Linked DNA regions of Mus musculus: all the other regions are linked to region 2. The links are chromatin contacts, called in public HiChIP or PLAC-seq and Micro-C maps. All regions are on one chromosome and are shown on one strand. The core of a region is the stretch at or near the end of the contact, and the rest is flanking DNA. Distances in the headings are between cores, read along the strand shown.

What was found. Hi-C and Micro-C count contacts between places; a contact is called where the count stands out from the background. HiChIP or PLAC-seq counts read pairs in DNA pulled down with a chosen protein or histone mark.
Region 1: a contact with region 2 is called in a Micro-C map of embryonic stem cells, with 5 times the contacts expected there. The contact joins the enhancer-like site here to the promoter of Slc38a1 in region 2. A contact is called at or near these places in 2 of 39 promoter capture datasets (both in the 3T3-L1 cell line), 1 of 484 Hi-C or Micro-C datasets (embryonic stem cells) and 2 of 115 datasets of contacts at active chromatin or transcription factors (embryonic midbrain and embryonic stem cells).
Region 3: an H3K4me3 HiChIP or PLAC-seq map of embryonic limb bud shows a contact between it and region 2, with 3 times the contacts expected there. The contact joins the enhancer-like site here to the promoter of Slc38a1 in region 2. A contact is called at or near these places in 2 of 39 promoter capture datasets (the 3T3-L1 cell line and stem cell-derived epiblast-like cells), 1 of 484 Hi-C or Micro-C datasets (cortical neurons), 6 of 115 datasets of contacts at active chromatin or transcription factors (the NIH/3T3 cell line, embryonic hindbrain, embryonic limb bud and 3 more) and 1 of 9 other capture datasets (embryonic stem cells).

What each region holds. Positions count from the first base shown.
Region 1 is chr15:97,592,498-97,595,202 of GRCm38.p6, forward strand. No RefSeq gene overlaps it. Among named protein-coding and RNA genes, the nearest start is that of Gm41394, 26 kb to the right of the region's middle. Within about 2 kb of position 1,419, at least 19 of the 459 cell types and tissues checked have an H3K27ac peak or open chromatin away from gene starts, as enhancers often do. A contact at or near this core is called in embryonic stem cells, where this site is marked.
Region 2 is chr15:96,641,532-96,644,231 of GRCm38.p6, forward strand. Slc38a1 (solute carrier family 38, member 1) reads right to left here and starts at 1,382. Exons shown (of 16, transcript NM_001166458.1): 1 at 960-1,382.
Region 3 is chr15:97,177,114-97,179,846 of GRCm38.p6, forward strand. No RefSeq gene overlaps it. Among named protein-coding and RNA genes, the nearest start is that of Gm33253, 4.5 kb to the right of the region's middle. Within about 2 kb of position 1,333, at least 7 of the 459 cell types and tissues checked have an H3K27ac peak or open chromatin away from gene starts, as enhancers often do.

The sequences.
Region 1 (2,705 bases), core at 169-2,668, 950 kb after region 2:
CTGCCCAAGGAGAGAGACTTACTGAAATGCTGGAGGCTATTGTTCATGGAAGATTACCAGCCACGCGGGTTTGGTCCCCTACACAAGTTTGTTTGACCCAACTACACTGCATGTGCTTGATCACATGGAGGTAAGAAGTACCAGGCAGGAAATACGTCTGGATATATGCTTCCCCTAACCCCCATTGGGCTGGGTGAGACCGTACGAGGTTGCCTTTATAAGCCCCTGCAAAGTGTAACTCATCAGTATTTTCAGGGAAGCCCAGAATGGACCGAGCCTGAGTCCTTCATTCTGACCAGTACATAATTAAAGCTTGCTTCAAATTCAGCTCCAAACTGTAGTAGTGGTCTTATTCTCACCCAGTGGGATTAACAGGTGTCCCTTTATTCAAAACAAAGTGCAGATTAAAGGAGAACAATAAATGAAGGGGCTCGGCTCGGTCTTTTGATTTTAGGCAGTAGCTGTATGTGCACCACTGCACCACCGCATGGAAAAAGCCCGGAGGAGACATTAGCATTCTTCAGGGTAAGAATCGGCAATGCACAGATTTCCAAGGACAGGCATCGCGGTGGGAGATGTTCCTTAGATGCAAGAAGCCTTTAATCCCTGCGCAGATAGAACGGTGATCACAGCCAGGCTTTTAGGCTCTCCTTTGCTTACGTATTTTAACGTTCTTCTTTTTGAAGAGTGTTGTTACTTGGGGTCATCTTGCCCACTTGGCAGAATTTCTTGATAAGACCTTAGGGTTGAATTAATGGCCGACCAATAGTTGGAGATTGCTAACTACTAGGATGTGTCATAGGCAGTGGGTTTCAGTTACCATCTATGTAATCCAGGCATTTTGGTGTCTCCCCTCCTCTTCCTCCCGCTGTTTCTTTTCTTTTTCCTTCTTCTCCTCTCTCATCATGCATGCCCTTTCTGTCTTTCTCTCTCCCCTACCTCCTTTCCCCATGGCGACTTCCCTGACCCCAGTCCTTGGGGCCAGTGAACTTGCAGCTTCCCAATAAACCTGCCTTTAACATAATCTAATCTGGTTCGAATTGGCTCATTTCTCTGGCGACAGAAGAAGGAACCTATCAAATAAGGGTTTCTGGAGAGCCCAGTCAAACTGAGAACAAGACTTGGTGGGGGGGGGGGGGGGTAGGGGTAGGGGAGTGAGACAAAGGAAAACTGAGTCACAGAACAAATCCAGAGAGGAAACCAAGAAAATCAGCGCAGTGACACTCCTGACCTTAGCTAACCCAGTCTTATTTCTAGAGGTTGGGACTGTTGCTAGTCTAAAGTAGAGCTCAAGTGGTGGCTCTAAAGCCTCAATCTCTTCCTTTTCACATTTAACAGCCAGCCCTGCAACCAGTTCCGTTCCATCAGCGCCTCATTGTCCCTTTGTTCAAAGGAGGAAATTAAAGTCTAGAGAAGATGGGGCTAGGCCAGTGATGTGTTGTTTTTCTTCCTCTTCCATCTGGCCCTACAAGGTCATTAGAATACACTTTCAGCCCCTGCGGGGACATTTACATTTGAAGCAAAGTTAATTTATTTCCCAGCCTGGCAAAGGCCGTTTATTTTTATCTACGAACGTTCTGTACCCTCTCTTGTATTCTGACTGGCACCCCACTCCCTGTTCCCAGAAGGTCAGAAGAACCTTCTCTAGGCAGCGTGAGGAGGCTAGCCCTCAGAGAGGACAACAGCCTAAGGTTCACGCCAACACAAGCCTTGGAGCCAGGGAGGTTGGTTTCCTTTGGTACCCACACGAATAGTCCAAGCCTCCCTCCTTCAGGACGGTAGGCTGGCAGGCTCCCAAGGCCACTGGCCTCCCTGGTTCTTTCTAAAGATCTTCAGGAGGGTGGGGGTGGGGGATAGACCGATCTCTGTCTGGAGATACCCTTTGCATTTTTTTCCCTCTCATATGCAAAGCCTCTTGCTGATTCTTAGTCACCCTCTCTCCCCTGACTTCTGGGGTCCTGCCCCCAGTTGGCTGATTTTTAAAGAGCCCATAAAGGGTTTTGTTTCCCTACAAAAGAACAGTCTCTTCCTAGAACCACAGGTACACACAGCTGGTTTTTTGAAAGATCCTCTCTCCCAGCTCTGCCAAAACTGTAGACAAAGCTAGGAACTTAATACTATACCTTAGCAGACGGCAGTGTAGACCACTGCACAGCCATCCTTTTAAAGATGGGCTCTTACGCCTGGTGCATGAGATGGAAGGACAAGAGGGCCGGGCAAACATCAGTACCCTCTTTCGCACCTTTGTATCCTTTGAGTTGTAATCGAATAAAAATATCTTTAAGCATGTTATTCACCATTGGCCTTCTCTTCTCTTTGAGAAAGAGGGGCCAAGGGGTTGTGCAGTGTAGAAAAGAAAGCCCTAGCAACGGGAGGAGGGGTTACAGCTTGTAGATAGCAAGAGAACATGAGAGCCTCTGGGACAGCTATCCTGAGACATTTAGGGAGGGCCCTCTAAGTGTGATTTGGGGAGCATTGTGCTCTGCAATGGATTCCGTCCGGATGGGTCTTCTTGTATAGGGCGATATGTTCACTTCTAAACATCTCCAAACCTGAGGTTTATCCTCAGAAGTAGAGGGGGTACCATGAAGACACGCTGGCAGAACCCCTGAGATGTGTTGATAAAAAGATAAAGAGAGAAAGAATGTTTTATGGGGGTGGTTGAGATATGGGAGCAGGGGATGTCTCAGCAGGCCCATGCCAAG
Region 2 (2,700 bases), core at 132-2,631:
GGAGGGGAGACCAGGGCGCAAGGGTCCTGCGCAAGCAGTGGCCTTTTGTTCTCCCGCCCCACCGGACCAGGCTCTAGAGGAAGTAGCCTATCACTGGCTCTTCATTCGGGAGAGAGCCTCCAGAGAGGGAGAGGAAAGTGAGTCACTGCCAGCATCATCCCACTAACCGGAACGGAGACAGGGGCCGAGCCCGTGGAGGTGCAGCCAACGTGCACCTGTTTACCGCGCTGGGGAGCCGGTCTCCGAGGCTCCGCTGCCGGCCAGTCCCAAGATGCAGACTGATTCACTCCTCGGTGTACCTTATGCCCCTTACATCGCATGCTTGGTTCCTAATTCGCGAAAGTGACACCAGATCTGGTGGCACACTCCATCACCATAAAACCAGGTCTACAAAGTAAGGTACTGTACGCCACGGCGGTATCTGGAGTCCCTGCGTTCAGGGAAGGGCACCGGACTCCTGCCTTCTAGAAAGGCGCCGCGACGCTCTGCCCGTGTCCACGAGACATGGAGGCTGTCTGAGTTACCTCCTTCCCTTCCTGTTCAAACTCCCCTTCCCTCCAAGTCGCCGCTCCCTCTGCCCTCCAAAAGCACCTTACCTCGAGAAATAAAGGGAAAGGCGCCACCAAAGTGTCCGCCCTTCCAGGCCGTCCCCGGCAGTTAGATGTCCTTTTTTGTGTCAAGGACTAGCTAGGGAAAGGTGGCCCCAGGTCTGTAAGACTGGGCGGGGAGGATCCGCGTGGCGGGTTTCGGAGGAAGGTAAAAGGCCGGGTTACCGGCGACCTTCAGGAAGAGTGGCGTGGCCACAGCTCTCCTCCTCCTCCTCCTTTTCCACCACCACCTCCTCCTCCTCCTCCTCCTCCTCCTCCTCCTCCTCCTCCTCCTCCTCCTCCTCCTCCTCCTCCTCCCAGGGCTGGTTGCATCAGTTTCCCCCCACCCACACTCTGCCCGCCAGCACTTACATTCACACGCCCGGCGCGGAGGGGCTCCAACCTGACTCATTGGCTCCTGCGAGGCGCGTCGCCCTTTCTCTTCGGCAGTTTGGGGACGGGAGCGCGGCCTTTCAGACCATCATCCCTCCATGCCCGCGCGCCGGCGGAGTTGAGCTGTGTGCGGTAGAGCAGTGCGGGTCACATGCCGCTGGTCGCCGCGCCTTCTTGCTCCTCTTCCCCCCTGGGCTACCAGACCGCAAGGCGACCGCGGCTGGCGGACACCGAGCATCCAGGAAGGGCAGTGCGAGCGGATGCGCGAACAACGCGCTGGTGGTACCCGAGCATACGGAGGCTGCGGGCCTCCCGGCACCTGCCTGCGCCCTCCCGGGGCCTCAGCTGGGGCCACAGCTGCCGCACCCGCACCCTCGGGGTTGGAGGTGGAGCGGCTCACTCGCCCAGGCGGTGGCAGGGGGCCGTCTCTTGGGGTACGCCAGGGCCTCACCGAACGGAGTTGCATTGTGGGAAGGGAGCAGCGTGAGGGTAGCCCCGCGACCCAGGGGCGGTGGTGGACTACGGGACGCGCGGGGACACCTTTGGAAACCTGGACACCTACAGTCCCGCCCCCCCCCCCCCCAGAGCAGCTCTGGGGACCCCTTGGGACTCAGAGTGTGACAATAACCCAAGGGGTCTGCACCAATAGCCCTGCTGCCCCGGCCACGTGACTCTACCCTTGCTGGGCCTGGAAAAAGGAACAGGCTGAAAGCCATATCCGCCTCGGGTTACTTCTCCTGCCCCACTCTTTGTCTGAAGTGCAGCCCCTTAACTGACTGGCTGGCACAGTCGCTTCTCCTTAAAATGGCGACAGGAAATCCCACCTACACACCAGCCAATGAGACCACCACCACCACGGAGTCTGCCGCGTGGAAGCCTGAGTCCCTCTCATCCGGATGGCTCCTGTTTTGGGTCCGGCCGGAGATTCATCAGCCTGACCACTAATAAATTTTAACCAAGAGGATTTTATTCAGACACTGACGCCGAGATGGAATTCCGAATGTAGCACCCAGACACCTCAGCCAAGGGTTTACAAAGGCAAAGAATACAAAGCTTCAATCTGTTCTCTTGCAAGCTTGTTTACAGAAGCAGAACCAGCAGTTAAAAAAAAAACCATAATAATAATAATAATAAAGATTAACCCCTAGTAGCGCTTAACATTTGGAGGTCGAAATTTGCTTTAAGCACAGAGATTTTTAAACATAAAGTTAGCCATCAACATGTTAGCCATCACTGTTCCATCAAAACAAGAAATGGCGGTTGAATCATGATTCAAAAATGACTCTACCTGGAGCCTTTCAAGAGGCTGAGTAATGAATGCTGTTTTGCGGTGCTTACAGATTTTCAGTCTCCTCTGGGAAAGTGGGGGGCCAACCAAGATTTAAGCTTTTTAGTGGCTGGTATTCTTGCTCCCTTCCAATGGCCGTAAATGGTCGTGGTGAGTTAAACACTGGCTTCCAAAGAAACAAGTGGGAGGTGTGTTCTTGAACATGCCTGGAAACCGGAAGGTCACTGCAATCAGAAGGGCAGTTTCTTCCTCAAACACAGCATCTCCCCCCACCCCCCACCCCATTTTTTTTTTGTCCTGTTGCTCCTTCTTTGTGTGAAAAACTTATGTATTATAGTAACACTCTAAGTTTACACCGAAAGTCCATTCTTTTTACCTTTCTTCCTAGAGGAAGTCAAAATTTACGATTTTGTTACGATTATGACTGAATAA
Region 3 (2,733 bases), core at 83-2,582, 540 kb after region 2:
AACCTTCCAAGCTGGACAAAACAGAAATCCTAACATACACCCTTCTAGTTTCTCTTGTTTATTATTTATGGCTTTTATTTTATGTGTATGAACATTTTTGCCTGTATGTATACATGCATTCTGCTTGGATGCCCTATGCCCATGGAGGTTAGAAGTTGGATCCCTTGGAACTGAAGTGAAGAGCAATTGTGTCAGAGCCACCATGTGAGTGCTGGGAACCAAATCGGGTATCCTCTGGAAGAGCAGTCAGTGCGCTTAACTGTTGAGCCATCCCTCCAGCCCCTCCTTCTAACTTCTTATTAAAATGCTCGTGAGAATATGCAAAAAGGATAAAAACTGGCCCTGATGCTGTAAGCTGAAGAGGACAGGTCAAAGTTCAGATGGACTTTCCACTGACTGATCACCAACGGAGAATGATAGAGAAACAGGTTCTGGGATGACACAACATGATCATTTGAATCAGACCAGCAAGAACAACTCCAAACCAAGAATAAGGCTGGCTACCCCACTGCCTTTAACTCCAGAACTCCGGTGGGGCTGAGCAGGAAGAACAGCTTCCCACCTCTCTGAGATGGGCTCAGCATCGGAGGCAGCCAACATCCCACCCTCTCCTCTTCTTCCCAATCAGCAGATCTATTTCTATGTCCATTCAGAGATGATGTGCCCCAGTTAAAATTCAACCAGAAGCCGGTGGGGCTGGGTAGCAGTTTAACTAGTGCCAAGGAAGAGTGGGCTAAAAGGAAGGCCTAGAAACTCTGTGTCCTCCCTGTATACAATTTCATGGAGCTTCAAGTGTACAACTGTCAGAAATCTCAATCCCTTCCTGCAGATGCTGTCTCTGAGGTATCACACATGTCGCCTGTGACCTCCTGTGGATAGGTCAGACAGGAAACCTGAACGGTCCATGAGCGTGAGGCACTGAAGGAGGCTGGGGCCATATCACTTGCCTCGCCTCTGGGAAACTCAATTCTCCACCTATGAAATTAGTTTAGAGAATTCCAGAACAAGATATTTATACTGAAGACTCAAGGGAGGGTTTATTTTTCAAATCACCACTGCAAGTGCAAATAGAATAAGCCTTTATTTATGAAGCAATTGCTTCAACATCTTTACTAATGGAAACTTCTCAGGCCGGGTAGGTATTCTAGAGCCATTTCCTGGTTGCATCTTCTTAGGGCTATTTTGATTATGGCTTTTCACAGTAATTCTCCTATATACTAGATTAACCAGCTTGACTGCATCACCTTTGATAGGTCCTGTCAACTGGAGAGCTGCAGAGGTAATTTGTCAACTGCATGATGGAATGCGTTTTTAATTTGAAAGTAAAAGCCAAGTGGAAATCCCAGCCGTGTTCCATAATGCATTAGACACAGCACGGGCTGTTACCAGAGGGCTTTGTCCTGCTTTCTCCTCCATACATCATGTTGGAAGAATGGCTGTAATTTCCTAAGCTGTTATATTTGATTGTTATAGCAATCAAAACTGGTGCTACAGAGGCCCAGGGTCTGATATTCCCTTATAACCAAGAATCTGAACAAATGAAAAGGGATTCATTGGCCATGCTTACTTTACAGGCAACAGCAGCTCAGCTACAGTGTATGTACAGTTTACACACACAGAGATACGCACACAGACACACTGAGAGAGAGACACGCAGACAAACACAGACACACATACAGAGACATACAGACAAACACACACACACAGAGACACACAGATTTATACAGATACACACACAGACACACAGATACACAGAGAGATACACAAACACAGACACACACACACATACAGAGACATACAAATATATACACACAGAGAAGCACAAACACACAAAGACACAGGCAGAATACACACAGAGATAGACACACATGAACATATATGTACACACACAGACACACATGGACACATAGATAAATAGGCACATAGACACACACACACAGACACAGATAGACACACACATACAGAGACACACAGACAAACATACACACAGAGAGGCACACAGACACACACACAGAGACACAGGCACACACACACACATAGATAGACACACATGGACACATAAAAACTTTACAAGGTGGGGAAGAGATCTGTGAGAAGTGAGCCTGTGGGCAAACTCCTTCTGCTAGAAAAAAATAAAAACCCAAGTGTTTCATAAAAATGGTCATCAGGGGATTTAATATGTTAGAACTTCAGTTCCTGGGTAGAGGGCAAACTGAGGCCCAAGTTGAACTGGTGAGACGGTTGGGTCCAGGTGATATAGAGAGTGAAGGATGGGGCAGGCTGAGCAGGACCGAACAGGTAGGGTCTGTAAACCAAAATTCCTGGAAAGAGGCTGTGCCTGCAGAAAGCCGGTGAACAGATTAAACCCCAGTGACCGTGGAGAAGTTGGAACAGTGCAACTTTAGAGCCAAACTGCAGTTTCTCTTGGATGCTCTTTAGCCACCAAATAGCTACGCCTTGCCACCTGTGTCAGATCTTGGAAGCAGTGGGTAAAGCTGAAGCTAGCATCCTGGGAAACAGATTAAAAAAACAAACAAACCAACCAACCTTTGGAATGTGATAACTTAACAAAATCCTGATCTCCATCAACCAGGTGGTTTAAAATGCCCGCAGAAGGGCTGGAGAGATGATGGCTCAACAGTTAAGAGCATTGTCTGCTCTTCCAGAGGACCAGGGTTCAATCCCACCACCTACACGGCATCTCACCACCGTCTGTAATTCCAGCTGCAAGAG